4 separate regions of the Sus scrofa genome follow, and regions 1, 2 and 3 are each linked to region 4. Evidence: chromatin contacts called from public Hi-C and HiChIP or PLAC-seq data. All regions are on one chromosome and are shown on one strand. The core of a region is the stretch at or near the end of the contact, and the rest is flanking DNA. Distances in the headings are between cores, read along the strand shown. Region 1 overlaps LDLRAD3 (low-density lipoprotein receptor class A domain-containing protein 3). Region 2 overlaps LDLRAD3 (low-density lipoprotein receptor class A domain-containing protein 3). Region 3 overlaps LDLRAD3 (low-density lipoprotein receptor class A domain-containing protein 3). Region 4 holds the start of FJX1 (four-jointed box protein 1).

What was found. A called contact is a pair of places that touch in the nucleus more often than the background predicts. HiChIP or PLAC-seq counts read pairs in DNA pulled down with a chosen protein or histone mark.
Region 1: a contact with region 4 is called in an H3K27ac HiChIP or PLAC-seq map of alveolar macrophages. The contact joins the enhancer-like site here to the promoter of FJX1 in region 4. A contact is called at or near these places in 6 of 47 Hi-C or Micro-C datasets (alveolar macrophages, embryonic fibroblasts, fetal heart ventricle and 2 more) and 2 of 2 datasets of contacts at active chromatin or transcription factors (alveolar macrophages and skeletal muscle).
Region 2: a contact with region 4 is called in an H3K27ac HiChIP or PLAC-seq map of skeletal muscle. The contact joins the enhancer-like site here to the promoter of FJX1 in region 4. A contact is called at or near these places in 1 of 5 promoter capture datasets (liver), 3 of 47 Hi-C or Micro-C datasets (embryonic fibroblasts, epiblast stem cells and mesenchymal stem cells) and 2 of 2 datasets of contacts at active chromatin or transcription factors (alveolar macrophages and skeletal muscle).
Region 3: a Hi-C map of brain shows a contact between it and region 4, with 9 times the contacts expected there. The contact joins the enhancer-like site here to the promoter of FJX1 in region 4. A contact is called at or near these places in 1 of 5 promoter capture datasets (liver), 20 of 47 Hi-C or Micro-C datasets (alveolar macrophages, brain, embryonic fibroblasts and 12 more) and 2 of 2 datasets of contacts at active chromatin or transcription factors (alveolar macrophages and skeletal muscle).

What each region holds. Positions count from the first base shown.
Region 1 is chr2:25,132,327-25,135,262 of Sscrofa11.1, reverse strand. The region is part of intron 1 of LDLRAD3 (low-density lipoprotein receptor class A domain-containing protein 3); the gene reads left to right. Among named protein-coding and RNA genes, the nearest start is that of LDLRAD3, 22 kb to the left of the region's middle. Within about 2 kb of position 1,637, at least 20 of the 83 cell types and tissues checked have an H3K27ac peak or open chromatin away from gene starts, as enhancers often do. A contact at or near this core is called in alveolar macrophages and subcutaneous adipose tissue, where this site is marked.
Region 2 is chr2:25,073,364-25,076,237 of Sscrofa11.1, reverse strand. All of the region lies in intron 1 of LDLRAD3 (low-density lipoprotein receptor class A domain-containing protein 3), which reads left to right. Among named protein-coding and RNA genes, the nearest start is that of LDLRAD3, 81 kb to the left of the region's middle. Within about 2 kb of position 1,512, at least 24 of the 83 cell types and tissues checked have an H3K27ac peak or open chromatin away from gene starts, as enhancers often do. A contact at or near this core is called in epiblast stem cells and skeletal muscle, where this site is marked.
Region 3 is chr2:25,017,998-25,020,697 of Sscrofa11.1, reverse strand. All of the region lies in intron 2 of LDLRAD3 (low-density lipoprotein receptor class A domain-containing protein 3), which reads left to right. Among named protein-coding and RNA genes, the nearest start is that of LDLRAD3, 140 kb to the left of the region's middle. Within about 2 kb of position 1,442, at least 8 of the 83 cell types and tissues checked have an H3K27ac peak or open chromatin away from gene starts, as enhancers often do. A contact at or near this core is called in brain, where this site is marked.
Region 4 is chr2:25,422,142-25,424,841 of Sscrofa11.1, reverse strand. FJX1 (four-jointed box protein 1) reads left to right here and starts at 1,293. Exons shown (of 1, transcript XM_003353898.4): 1 at 1,293-2,700. The coding sequence starts at 1,935. It also overlaps a transcript of PAMR1 not described here.

The DNA.
Region 1 (2,936 bases), core at 388-2,887, 290 kb after region 4:
TCCTTGACCTGCCTTGTAGTGACACCCAGGTTCCTTTTCATTCATTAAGCTCTCTATTCACATGTCCTCTTTTCTTGCATGTTTATTGTATTTTACAATTAAAAACTAAAAGATGTGATGTGCTGAGGGCAACTCTGAGTGAAGGCACCGGTGTTTGCTACGAGGTAGCCCCCGGGGCACATCTCTTTTTGCCTGTGGCGTTGTTTGTGCTCTTTTCCTCTTTCTTTTTCTCTGGAATAGTTTGGAAATGCAAGGGCCAGTCTAACTGTGCAGCTGTTTTTGCCTCCGCCTCTCCCTGACAGCTGGGGAGGGTTTTAAGATGGCCGATTTGTGTGTGTGTGTGTGTGTGTGTGTGTGTGTGTGTGTCTTTGTTTCATTGTTTCATTGTTGTGAAAGAATCTACTCTCCTGGCTCCTGAGAAGCGCCCTTCAGAGTGTTTGCTGGGAGAGCAGCCAGGTACTCCCAGGACCCAGCACTAGCCTCTCGCATCATCTGCTTGATGCCTCCTGTTGCTTCCAGGATAAGTGTACTTTAGTGACATGGTAACTGCCTGGTCAGAGGGATGACAAATATTTATTTCAGGTAGGATAGTTAGGGTTTCTGGAGCTGCTACAGGGCTGGGGATAGTCTAGGGAAGTGTGTCAGCCTCGGGGAGTTTGACATTGGGGCTGGAGAGTTCTTTGTTGGGGGAGGTGGGGCTGTCCTGTGCATTTTAGGAGCCTTAGCAGCATCACTGGTCCTAGATGCCAGTAGCAGCCTCCTCCTACTTGCCTCCCCCAGGTGTGACAACCAACAGCATCTTGAGCTGTTACCAGTTGTCACCAGTTGAGAGCCCCTGGCTTGGTGTGAGTGCCCTCCTCCACCATATATCTTGAGAATTTTTTTTTTTTTTTTAACCAAGGCCTGAGCCGTGTGGAAGGTCCCAGGCCGGGGATCAAATCCATGCCGCAGCAGTGACAGTGCCAGATCCTTAACTGGCTGTGCCACCAGGGAACTCACCTCTTGAGCTTTCTTACTGCTCATCCTGAAAGTGTCTTTGAGAGGTTTCTGCTTTCTGTTCCTGCAGCCCCGCAAGTTCGCAAGTTTGGTGTGAAAGAAGGTTCTTAGGTAGAAATGCCCTCAGCATTGACCTTTCCCTGTGCTTCCCCCTTGTGACGTTGTGAAAGCCAGTGAAGTTAGAGATGGTAGATGTAGATCCCTTGAGAGAGGGAGACAGGTTGAGAAAGCAGGTAAAAGGCAGGTGACACCGAAAGCCACCTGGTTCCCTGAGTAACTTTTGAACTTGGGAGGCTCAGGGGTCCTGCCAGCTGGAGGAGAAGCTGTCTGAAAGTTTGCCTTGGGAGTTGGGTGTCGAAATCTTAACCCTGGAAGTCCCCCTGCCTCCTCCCCACAGAGCAGTCTTTGTTCCCCTTGGTTCCCCTTCCCATCAAAGGCTTTTAGAACCCGAGTCCTTTCTGCGGGTGGCGGGGCACGGGGGGTGGGGTGGGGGGGGAATCTTCTGTAGTGGCCGCAAGTTGGCTCTAGAGAAATTTTCATCTTCTCCTTTCTTCTCTGAAGTCTTTTGCAAGTTAGGCTCTGCTGGGCTTTGGATCCCTTGGATTCCTTTAAGAACCTTTGCCTTCCAGCTGTGCTTGTCCTTTGTTCGGTGGCCAGCTTTCCTTGAGTTTTTTTACTTCCTCTTCTCTTCAGCCCAGTGACGTACGTTGTCTGCCGTCTTCTTTTGTGTGTGAATTTGCGGGGAAAAAAAGGCGGTACCAGGAGAGGGGCTCGGGGTGCAAGGGGAGAAGGACTCCTTATCCAACATCATGAGCTGCCCTCTTCCTAGCCTGAGGCTCAGGGAGGCGCCCTAGTTTCCCAGGCCTGTGAATATTCGTCCTTTTTGTCTCCGGGTCACTTGACTCTTCTCAAGCTCTACTTGGCTCTTCCCCAGTGCGGCGCCGCCTCTGCCATGCACTGTGCTATACTCTGGGGAAGCCGAGCTGTGCAGAACTTGTTCTTGGCCCCTAAATGATCCCGTGATGGAAATGGCATGGTTTACCTCTGCCCTGAGCTGGGCAGGGCGGAGTCCCTTCTCCGCAAGTGGGGTTTGGGTGTGTTCCCGAATGTGAACTATACTGACGGAGCTGTGATCCTTCCTCATGGGAACAGAGCTGCATGGGTGTCACAAGGCCTCTTTGGCAGACATGCATACCTTGTCATTGGGATTTTATTTTATTTTTTTTGTCTTTTTGCCATTTCTTGGGCCGCTCCCGCAGCATATGGAGGTTCCCAAGCTAGGGGTCGAATCGGAGCTGTCGCCGCCGGCCTACACCAGAGCCACAGCAACGTGGGATCCGAGCCGTGTCTGCAACCTACACCACAGCTCACGGCAACACCGGATCCTTAACCCACTAATCAAGGCCAGGGATCGAACCCGCAACCTCATGGTTCCTAGTTGGATTCGTTAACCACTGAGCCGCGATGGGAACTCCGTCACTGGGAATATTTAATGCATGGGTAATTGTTTGTAAATTTTTTTTCTTTTTATACAATTTTTAAAGGTTGCTTTCCATTTATAGTTCTTACAAGATATTGGTTCTATTCCCTGTGTTGTGCAACACATCCTTGAGCCTGTCTTACACCCAGTAGTTTGTCCCTCCCACTCCCCGATCCCTATATTGCCCTTCCTCCACTGGTAACTACTAGTTTGTTCCCTATATCTGTGAATCAGCTTCTTTTATGTTATATTCACTGGTTTCTTGTGTTTTTTGATTCCACATGTAAGTGATATCCTACAGGATTCATTTTTCTCACCTGTCTTATCTGACTAAGCACAGTGCCCTCCAAGCTGATGAGTTGTTTTTGATCAGGTTGCAGAGGTGATGACACATGTCCTTGCTTGCTTACTTCTTGAGCTTTAGCTGTCCAGGTAAAATGGGGTACAGCTGTTGATACTC
Region 2 (2,874 bases), core at 263-2,762, 350 kb after region 4:
CCAAAGGTCAGCTTGCGATAAATAGTGCTGGGCTCTACTAGATGGCCCCAGAGGGCTGGTACCAATGTCTGCTCCCACCAGTGGCATGAAAGTGCCAGTGTCCTCACATGCATGCCAGCTCTCAGTATCATCCATCCGGTTAACTTTGATCAGACTGTTTTTAAGAAACGGCCCTCCCACTTGAATCATTTAACTACCAGTGAGGTTGTGCGTCTTTTTACTTGTCCCATCTGCATTTTTTGTGACACGCTTGCTTATTTCCTCTCTCCGTGTTTTCTCTTGGTTGGTTTGCGACTTTCTTTCTTTTTTTTTTTTTTTTGTCTTTTTGCTATTTCTTGGGCCGCTCCCGCGGCATATGGAGGTTCCCAGGCTAGGGGTTGAATTGGAGCTGTAGCTGCCGGCCTACACCAGAACCTCAGCAACGCGGGATCCGGGCTGCGTCTTCAACCTACACCACAGCTCACGGCAATGCCGGATTCCTAACCCACTGAGCAAGGGCAGGGACCGAACCCGCAACCTCATGGTTCCTAGTCGGATTCGTTAACCACTGTGCCACGACGGGAACTCCAGTTTGCGACTTTCTTATTGGCTTTTAAGGAGTTCTTTTCTCTGGCTAGGGGTTGAATTGGAGCTGCAGTTCTGGCCACAGCCACAGCCACGCCTGACCTGAGCCGTGTCTTCAACTTACACCACAGCTCGTAGCAGTGCCAAATCCTTAACCTACTGAATGGGGCAGGGATCATTTTGAAAGATAGCATGTAGAAAAAAAAAAAAATCATCTTGATTGGCGTTCCTGACCATGAAGCTCCATAAAAGAGCAAGTAGTCCATCTTCTTTTTGGCACTGGTTAAAGGCTTTGGTTTTCTGTTTTGTTTTTATTTAATTAGGTGTAAATTCTCCTCTTGGCTGGAGAGTCCCGTCTGTCTGTGAATGCATTATCATTGGTGCAGCCCGGGTGGGTGGTGATGTGCCCTGGAAAGGGAGCAATGCCAGGCAGGGCTTGCTGATTACTGTTTATGTTCGGTGAGAAGCTGAGTCCCTTTTGTCATTTAAAGACTGTGGTCTCTTGTGTCTTTAGCATGAAGGCACGTGATCAACAAAAGAAGAGACAGAGGGAGAGTCTCTGGAGCTGTGTTGGCAGTTCTGGTTCATCATGTTTCTTTATGCCGCTGGCATCCCCTAGGTCAGGGCCACTCCCGAAACTCTCTTGGCAGGTTCATGTGGAGCCAGTGCCTTCCTTCCAGGCCCACCATCTGTACTGAACAACAAACTGGCTTGTTTGTTCAAAGGAGCCCAGGGCTGGGAGTAAGTGAGGCGGGGTCCCAGTGTCCCGTGGCTGTGGATGGCAGGCATGGAGCCCCTTTGGACCCCTGCAGTCTTCCAGGCCACCCTTGCTGCCTCCAGGGGCAGAGAGCTTGCTGTGGGCCTGCTCTGGACAGGCGTCCCAGCCCCTCGTGCCACTGCCTTTGGCGCAGCTGTCCCTGCTCCCTGGATACAGAAAGAAACAAACAAAGGCCGCGTGTGTGGGGTGCTGACAGTTTGGGATACACTGCCGGGAGCTGGGAATCGGCCTGCCTGTGGCCGGAAGCCGGAGGCTGGACTGAGGCCGCCTCCAACGCAACGCAGAGCAGATGCAGTGAGGCCTGACGCTCTCGGGCATTTCAGCGACTGGCTGCACCTGAGCCTGGTTCTCCCCCTGCCCCCAGGAACACGTGTCCAACCTTGGTTTCTTGTGAGCCGACTCTGAGAGGAGGGTCTACACAGGATGTTGGATTTGTCTCATGGGCACTTGTGTCAGCTGATGTCCGAGACAGAGTCCTCAGGCCCAAGAGTTCTGGAGACCAGCTCTTACCTGCCCAGGTGACACTCCAAAGTACTGAGCTACATCTGAATTCTTACTCTGAGTCTTGAAGAGTTATTGGCTTAAGCTCAAGTGATGCCGGAAGTGAAGATTGCTCTTAGAAAATGCCAGGGTGGCTCAGCAGTAACGAACCTGACTAGTAACCATGAGGATGCGGGTTTGATCCCTGGCCTGGATCAGTGGGTTAAGAATCCAGCATTGCTGAGAGCTGTGGTATAGGTCGCAGATGTGGCTTGGATCTCGCGTTGCTGTGGCTGTGGCGTAGGCTGGCAGCTGCAGCTCCAACTGGACCCCTCACTTGGGAATTTCCATATGCCTCAGGTGCAGCCTTAAAAAGCAAAAGAAAAGAAAATGCCAGGGTCCACGGACTTCTCAGGAGAGAGAATAATAATAATACGAATAAAAGGAGTTGCCTTTGTGGCTCAGTGGGTTAAGAACCTGACTAGTATCCATGAGGATGCAGGTTTGATCCCTGGCCTCGCTCAGTGGGTGAAGGATCTGGCATTGCTGTGAGCTGTGGTGTAGGTCTCAGACGCTGCTCGGATCAGGTGTTGCTGTGGCTGTGCTGTAGGCCGGCAGCTGTAGCTCCAATTCCCCTAGCCTGGGAACTTCCATATGCCGCAGGTGCAGCCATTAATATATATATTTGGTTTCTTGTGAGCCGACTCTGAGAGGAGGGTCTACACAGGATGTCGGATTTGTCTCATGGGCACTTGTGTCAGCTGATGTCCGAGACAGAGTCCTCACATCCCCATTTTTCAGATACTCGAGTTGAGATCAGATTCTCATCTGAGCATGAAGAAACATGTTTTCATCCATAAATCTCCAGCTGGACTATCCACATGATTGAGGAGTAATTTTAACTTGCAAGAATAATCCACAGACTGTTGGGTGAAAGGCTTTTCATAGTATTGTAGCACAAGGAAGCATCCATCCGTATTTCTATCCACCCACTCACTTCATGCCTCCCACCTTCCCTCCATTTCAGCAAACATTCTGTCCTTGACTCTGGG
Region 3 (2,700 bases), core at 193-2,692, 400 kb after region 4:
CTGGAGGCTTTTCCTGTAGCCATCTGTGGCCAGAAAAGAGTACCAGTTCCTCAGGGAGGAGACAGCGGAGGATCAAAAGGATCCCCAAATGTGAAATATGCATAGCCTTTGACCTAGCCATTAACCTTAAAGAGATTCTGTACCAGTGGGAAAAGTCATGTATGCATCTGGATGTGCATCTTTTTTAATTGAAAACACCCCAGATGTTCATCAATAATGGGACCTAGGGGTCCACAAGATGTAGTAAAATTATTGTTGCCCATTAAAAGTCATGGTGTGGACCTATGGTCATTGACATGAAAAGATGTCACGTATATATTTTTAAGTGGCAAAAGCAGGGTTCGGAATAGCGTAGTATTTTATGATTGTATTTAAGTAAAACTGTATGCTCAGACTTTTATTTATTTATTTATTTTTATTTTTATTTTTTTTGTCTTTTTGCTATTTCTTGGGCCGCTCCCTCGGCATATGGAGGTTCCCAGGCTAGGGGTCCAATCGGAGCTATAGCCACCGGCCTACGCCAGAGCCACAGCAACGCGGGATCCGAGCCACGTCTGCAACCTACACCACAGCTCACGGCAACGCCGGATCCTTAACCCACTGAGCAAGGGCAGGGACTGAACCCGCAACCTCATGGTTCCTAGTCGGATTCGTTAACCACTGCGCCGCGACAGGAACTCCAGACTTTTATTTATTAATTTAGGTAGCAGTTATTGAGTGACCTATGTACCAGGCACTTTGGGGGGCCCTGTGGGTAGAGCAACAAACAATGGTCCTTTGCTGCTTAGAAGTGAGGTGTTTGGACCCAGCAGCATGGACTGCGCCCTTGAGCCTGTTAGGAATGTGGAATCCTAAGCTCCATTTTTGACCTAAAGCATTTTAATGAGGTCCTAGGCCATCTGTTTGTACACTGTAGTTGGAGAGACCGTGCTTCTGGAGCATGTTTACTAAAATGGCCACAGTGGATTTCCCTGGGTGGCAGTCATTTGGGATAATTTTTACATTGCCTTTGTCCATCTCTCATCATTTGAATTTTTCACAGCGAGCTATGTTTTGAGTTTACAAAGCAGGGATGCTAATTTTGCAGAAGAGCAGAAGGCTCCTGCTTCTGGCTCTGTGGGTTGTCTCTGGCACACACTGGCAGGGTCCTGGAGCAGGGAGTGGAGGCAAGCAGAGGATGGAGGGGACGGCTGTGGCTCATTTGGGCCACCACAGAGATCTGAAAGAGAGACCCTGAATCCTCGCAGCTCTGGCTGGAGCTTTTGCCACAGCCTGAGAGATGCTGCAGATCAGATGAGCTGAGTTCTGGCTGAACAGAGAGGCTCTGGCCCTGCAGCTCCTTTTGTGACATTGTTACATGGGAGAGTCTGGACCAGCCCCCATGGACAGCAGGCCTGTGCTGCTGCCGGATCCTTCATCCTCTGGGACCAGTGAGCAGCCCTAAGCCCTGCCTGGGCAGGTTGGGAGGCACAGGCATGATGCGTGGTGCGGTGTTTCTATCCTAGGCTTGGGAAGTTCTGGCCATGGGGAAGCAGGTGTGGGCGTTCAGTGTCCTGAGCCCGTCTCTTGAGGTCTCTCCAGAAACTGATCCCTGATGAGTTTAGCAGGGTGGGACCCTATAGCACCCCGCCTCAGTAATTCAACTATCCTTGAAAGAGGGCAGGCCTAGGGGCATGAGAATTGGATTCCAGACCAGTCTGGTCCTAAGTGAACGATGTGACTTTTGCAAGTCTCAGATCACCTCCTTGGGCCTCAGTTTTCTCTTCTGTAGAATGTGAGAACTAGTCATTGAGTCAAGCTCTGTGGACTTCCCGCTGTGCCCCAGATGTTATGCATCTGAAGATTGGGTCTTTGTTCCGAGAGTGTCGCAACCTGGTGACACTGGGACCTCTCTTGGTTTCCCTCTAGTTCTGACACGATCCCCAAATATTGGCCCGGGGCCATGTCCTGCTTGCATCATGGATGCCAATGAAGCTTTTCATTTAGGGCAATAGTGGGTAGAGGTTATTGCAAGATTTGCTCATGACCTTGCTGGTTAAAAAGAAAAAAAATGGTCATTGTGTTTGTCCTTCCTCCACTCCCGTTTGGTTTTTTTAAAAATGTTTTATTTTGCTGATCTGTGAAATCCAGAACTGTGACAATCAGGTCCTTGAAGAGAGGTGGATTCAAGCGTGCAGTGGGCTGGAGTCACCCTGCCTGCCTTTGTCAGGGCAGTTTTGGACCCAGAGTCAGTCTTCCATTTCTGCCAGGGGCTACTGAGTTTCCTGCTGAAACCTCCCTTTCGTGGAAATGGGGGTGAGCTGAGGACAATCCAGACTTTGTCCAGGACCCCCTGAGCCCCACGGTGGGTTGTGCAGGCAGGGAGGAGCTGACAGCTGCTGTCAGCGGCGGGCTTCCTCTGAGCCTCTGCCAGGCCCTCGGCTGGCCGCCTGTGATCTGCCTTGCCTCGCCGTTGCCTGAGCAGGCATCTGCCGATGCAGATGTAAATCAGAACAGGACGGGCTCCCTGACAGAGACAGCAGCTGAGCATCACTGGCAAGGCAGGGTGTCTCGTTAGTGATTCCTGAAGAGGGTGCAGGGCCAAGGCCAGAGTGGTGGTTTGTTGAATGGGAGCTCATGCATTTATAATTACTCTTATTCTCTTTCTCTTTCTTTGTCTCATAAAGTCTGAGTCCTTTGGAGCTTGGCTGGGCCTTAGAA
Region 4 (2,700 bases), core at 44-2,543:
TAGTAATATCATCAGGTAATATGTATAAAATGGCATGGTACTGCCACCGTGGGGTGCAGAAGAGATTCAGCAAAGACCCAACACTTCAGTCACTATGGAAACACTTGACACTACACTGGATCAGCACTGGAAGGCCCCAGGTGTGGTCCTTGGACCCTCTTAGTCACAAACTTTAGAGTATCTGCCCTCTAACTCTAGAATATTCATTCTTTGGAGCATAAATATAATCAAGGCCAGGTCATGAGCTGTTGCAGTGAAAACCCCCATTTGTATCTGATGGGGGATAAAAAGAAAGAAAAGAAACACATGAAAGGAAACAGATTTCAAACTCCTGCTTTCAGAGGTGGATTCCACCCCCATCCCCCCCAAACTTGTGTCTTACCTGAGAATCTTGATTTGGATCTGGGACACAGGCTCATTCAGGGAAGTGAGAGGGAGAGCCGATTCTTATCCAAGAGCTCTCTAGGAGGACTGAATGCAAAAGTGGCTGGAAGACAATATGGTTTGTTTTGTTTTGTTTTTTTATTCTTTACTTTTTTGCTCCTCCACCCCCTCCTCCAACCACTTCTTCCCTTAAACCATTAAACTATGAAGTCAAATGCAATATGGTGGATTTTTTTTTTCATTTGTTGAATTGAAAATCCTATTTGAGGAATATAGTGACTAGCTAAATGACAATGGTCTTTTAAAAAAGGAGAATGCTAACAACTTGATAAAGATAGTGAACTTTCTCCCTAGAGGGAAAATCAAGTGGCATGCTGCCCAGAGACCTCAGTTTGAATTTTAGTTTCTCCACTTGCTACCTCTGGGATCTTGAGTTCGCCTATCCCTTCTCTGCCTCAGTTTCCTCCTGGGCAAAAGAGGACCATTTCATTGGAGAAATGGTCTCCGAAGCCCCTTCTCCTGCATCAGATCTGATCCTCGGTAACAAAGCTCTCTGGGGCAACCGGTACATCTCCCTAGAATGTGAGCTTCGTAAGCACGGGGACCGCATCTCCGCATTTTACTGCTCTCTGACCAGAACTGAGGACAGATACTTTGTTGAACACCTGCCTAGGTGTTTGGGCACAGCAAAGTTTAATTCCCAGTGAGTCCCTCGGGAAAGGCGGAGCTACCAACCTCAAAGCGCACAGCCCTCAGGGACCAGTGTGGTGAGCGCGCTCAGGAAAGGGGGTGTCGGTTCAAAGTTGTTTGCTACAGATGGTTCTCCTAACCGGGCTGGAGTCATATCCTCTGTGGCTCGGAGAGATTCCCAGGGATTTACATAAGGCAGGGTGAATCACCGTCTGCAACGGAGAAGGCAAAGGGACCCGCCCCAATCCACGCCGGGCGGCGCGGAGAGAGCGGTGGGGGTTAGTCTGAACTTTGCTGGAGGACGGGAGCTTCCCTAGTGCAGGGACTCCGCGACCACTCTAACCCCCGCGAGAGCCAGAGGCGCGTAGCTCCCACCCCGCGTGACTTCAGCTCGGTGCTGCCGGCTCCGACGCCCCCACGCGGGCGCCGCCAACCCGGCTTCCTGCTCCTGGCCCCTAAGTCCCTGAGTGAGTGTGGGACCGCTTCTCCCGCTTGGAAAGAGCCATCGCCGCTTTAAGGGGAAGAGAAGAGGAAGGGGCGGGGGAGTGAAGGGGGGCGGGGAGCGGCGGAGGAGGAGGGGGAGGGGGATCCCCCCTCGCTCCCACGTGGTCCGGGCGCCTGTGAATCGCGCCCGCCGGAGGGTCTCACAGCGAAATACAAAAGCAGCTGGGAAGCGGCAGCGAGGCTAGTTCTCAGCGCCGGGCAGAGCGCCGGCTAGTCTCGCAGCGCCCCGCTGCAGCGATGGAGCTGAGGCGCCCGGAGCCCCGGAGCCAACGAGCTGCCGGGCCCGCCTCGCCGCCGAGACCCGGGCGCCGGGGCTTGGCTTGAAGCGGCGGCGGCACCGGCCCGGCCGGGGAAGCATGGGCTGGAGGATGCGGGGCGCCGCCGCCACCGCGGGGCTCTGGCTACTGGCGCTGGGCTCGCTGCTAGCGCTGTGGGGCGGGCTCCTGCCGCCGCGGACCGAGCTGCCCGCCTCTCAGACGCCCAAAGACCGACTCCCTCGGCGCCCGGCCCGGAGCGGAGGCCGGGAGCCAGCGCCTCGCTTCCCTCTGCCCCCGCCCCTGGCGCGGGACGCCCGCGGCGGCTCCCTGAAAACTTTCCGGGTTCTGCTCACCTTGGCGGCGAGCTCTGACGGCCCGCCCGGGCAGCCCCCGGGTGAGCGCAGGCGGCACGTGCCAACCGGACGGTCCTGGCCGGAGGAACGCGCCGCGGTGCACGGGGGCGTCTTCTGGAGCCGCGGCCTGGAGGAGCAGGTGCCCCCGGGCTTCTCCGAGGCCCAGGCGGCGGCGTGGCTGGAGGCGGCGCGCAGCGCCCGGGTGGTGGCCCTGGAGCGCGGGGGTTGCGGGCGCAGCTCCAACCGGCTGGCTCGCTTCGCCGACGGCACCCGCGCCTGCGTGCGCTACGGCATCAACCCGGAGCAGATACAGGGCGAGGCCCTGTCTTACTACCTGGCACGCCTGCTGGGCCTCCAGCGCCACGTGCCGCCGCTGGCACTGGCTCGGGTGGAAGCTCGGGGCGCGCAGTGGGCTCAGGTGCAGGAAGAGCTTCGTGCCGCTCACTGGACCGAGGGCAGCGTAGTAAGCCTGACTCGGTGGCTGCCCAACCTCACTGACGTGGTGGTGCCCG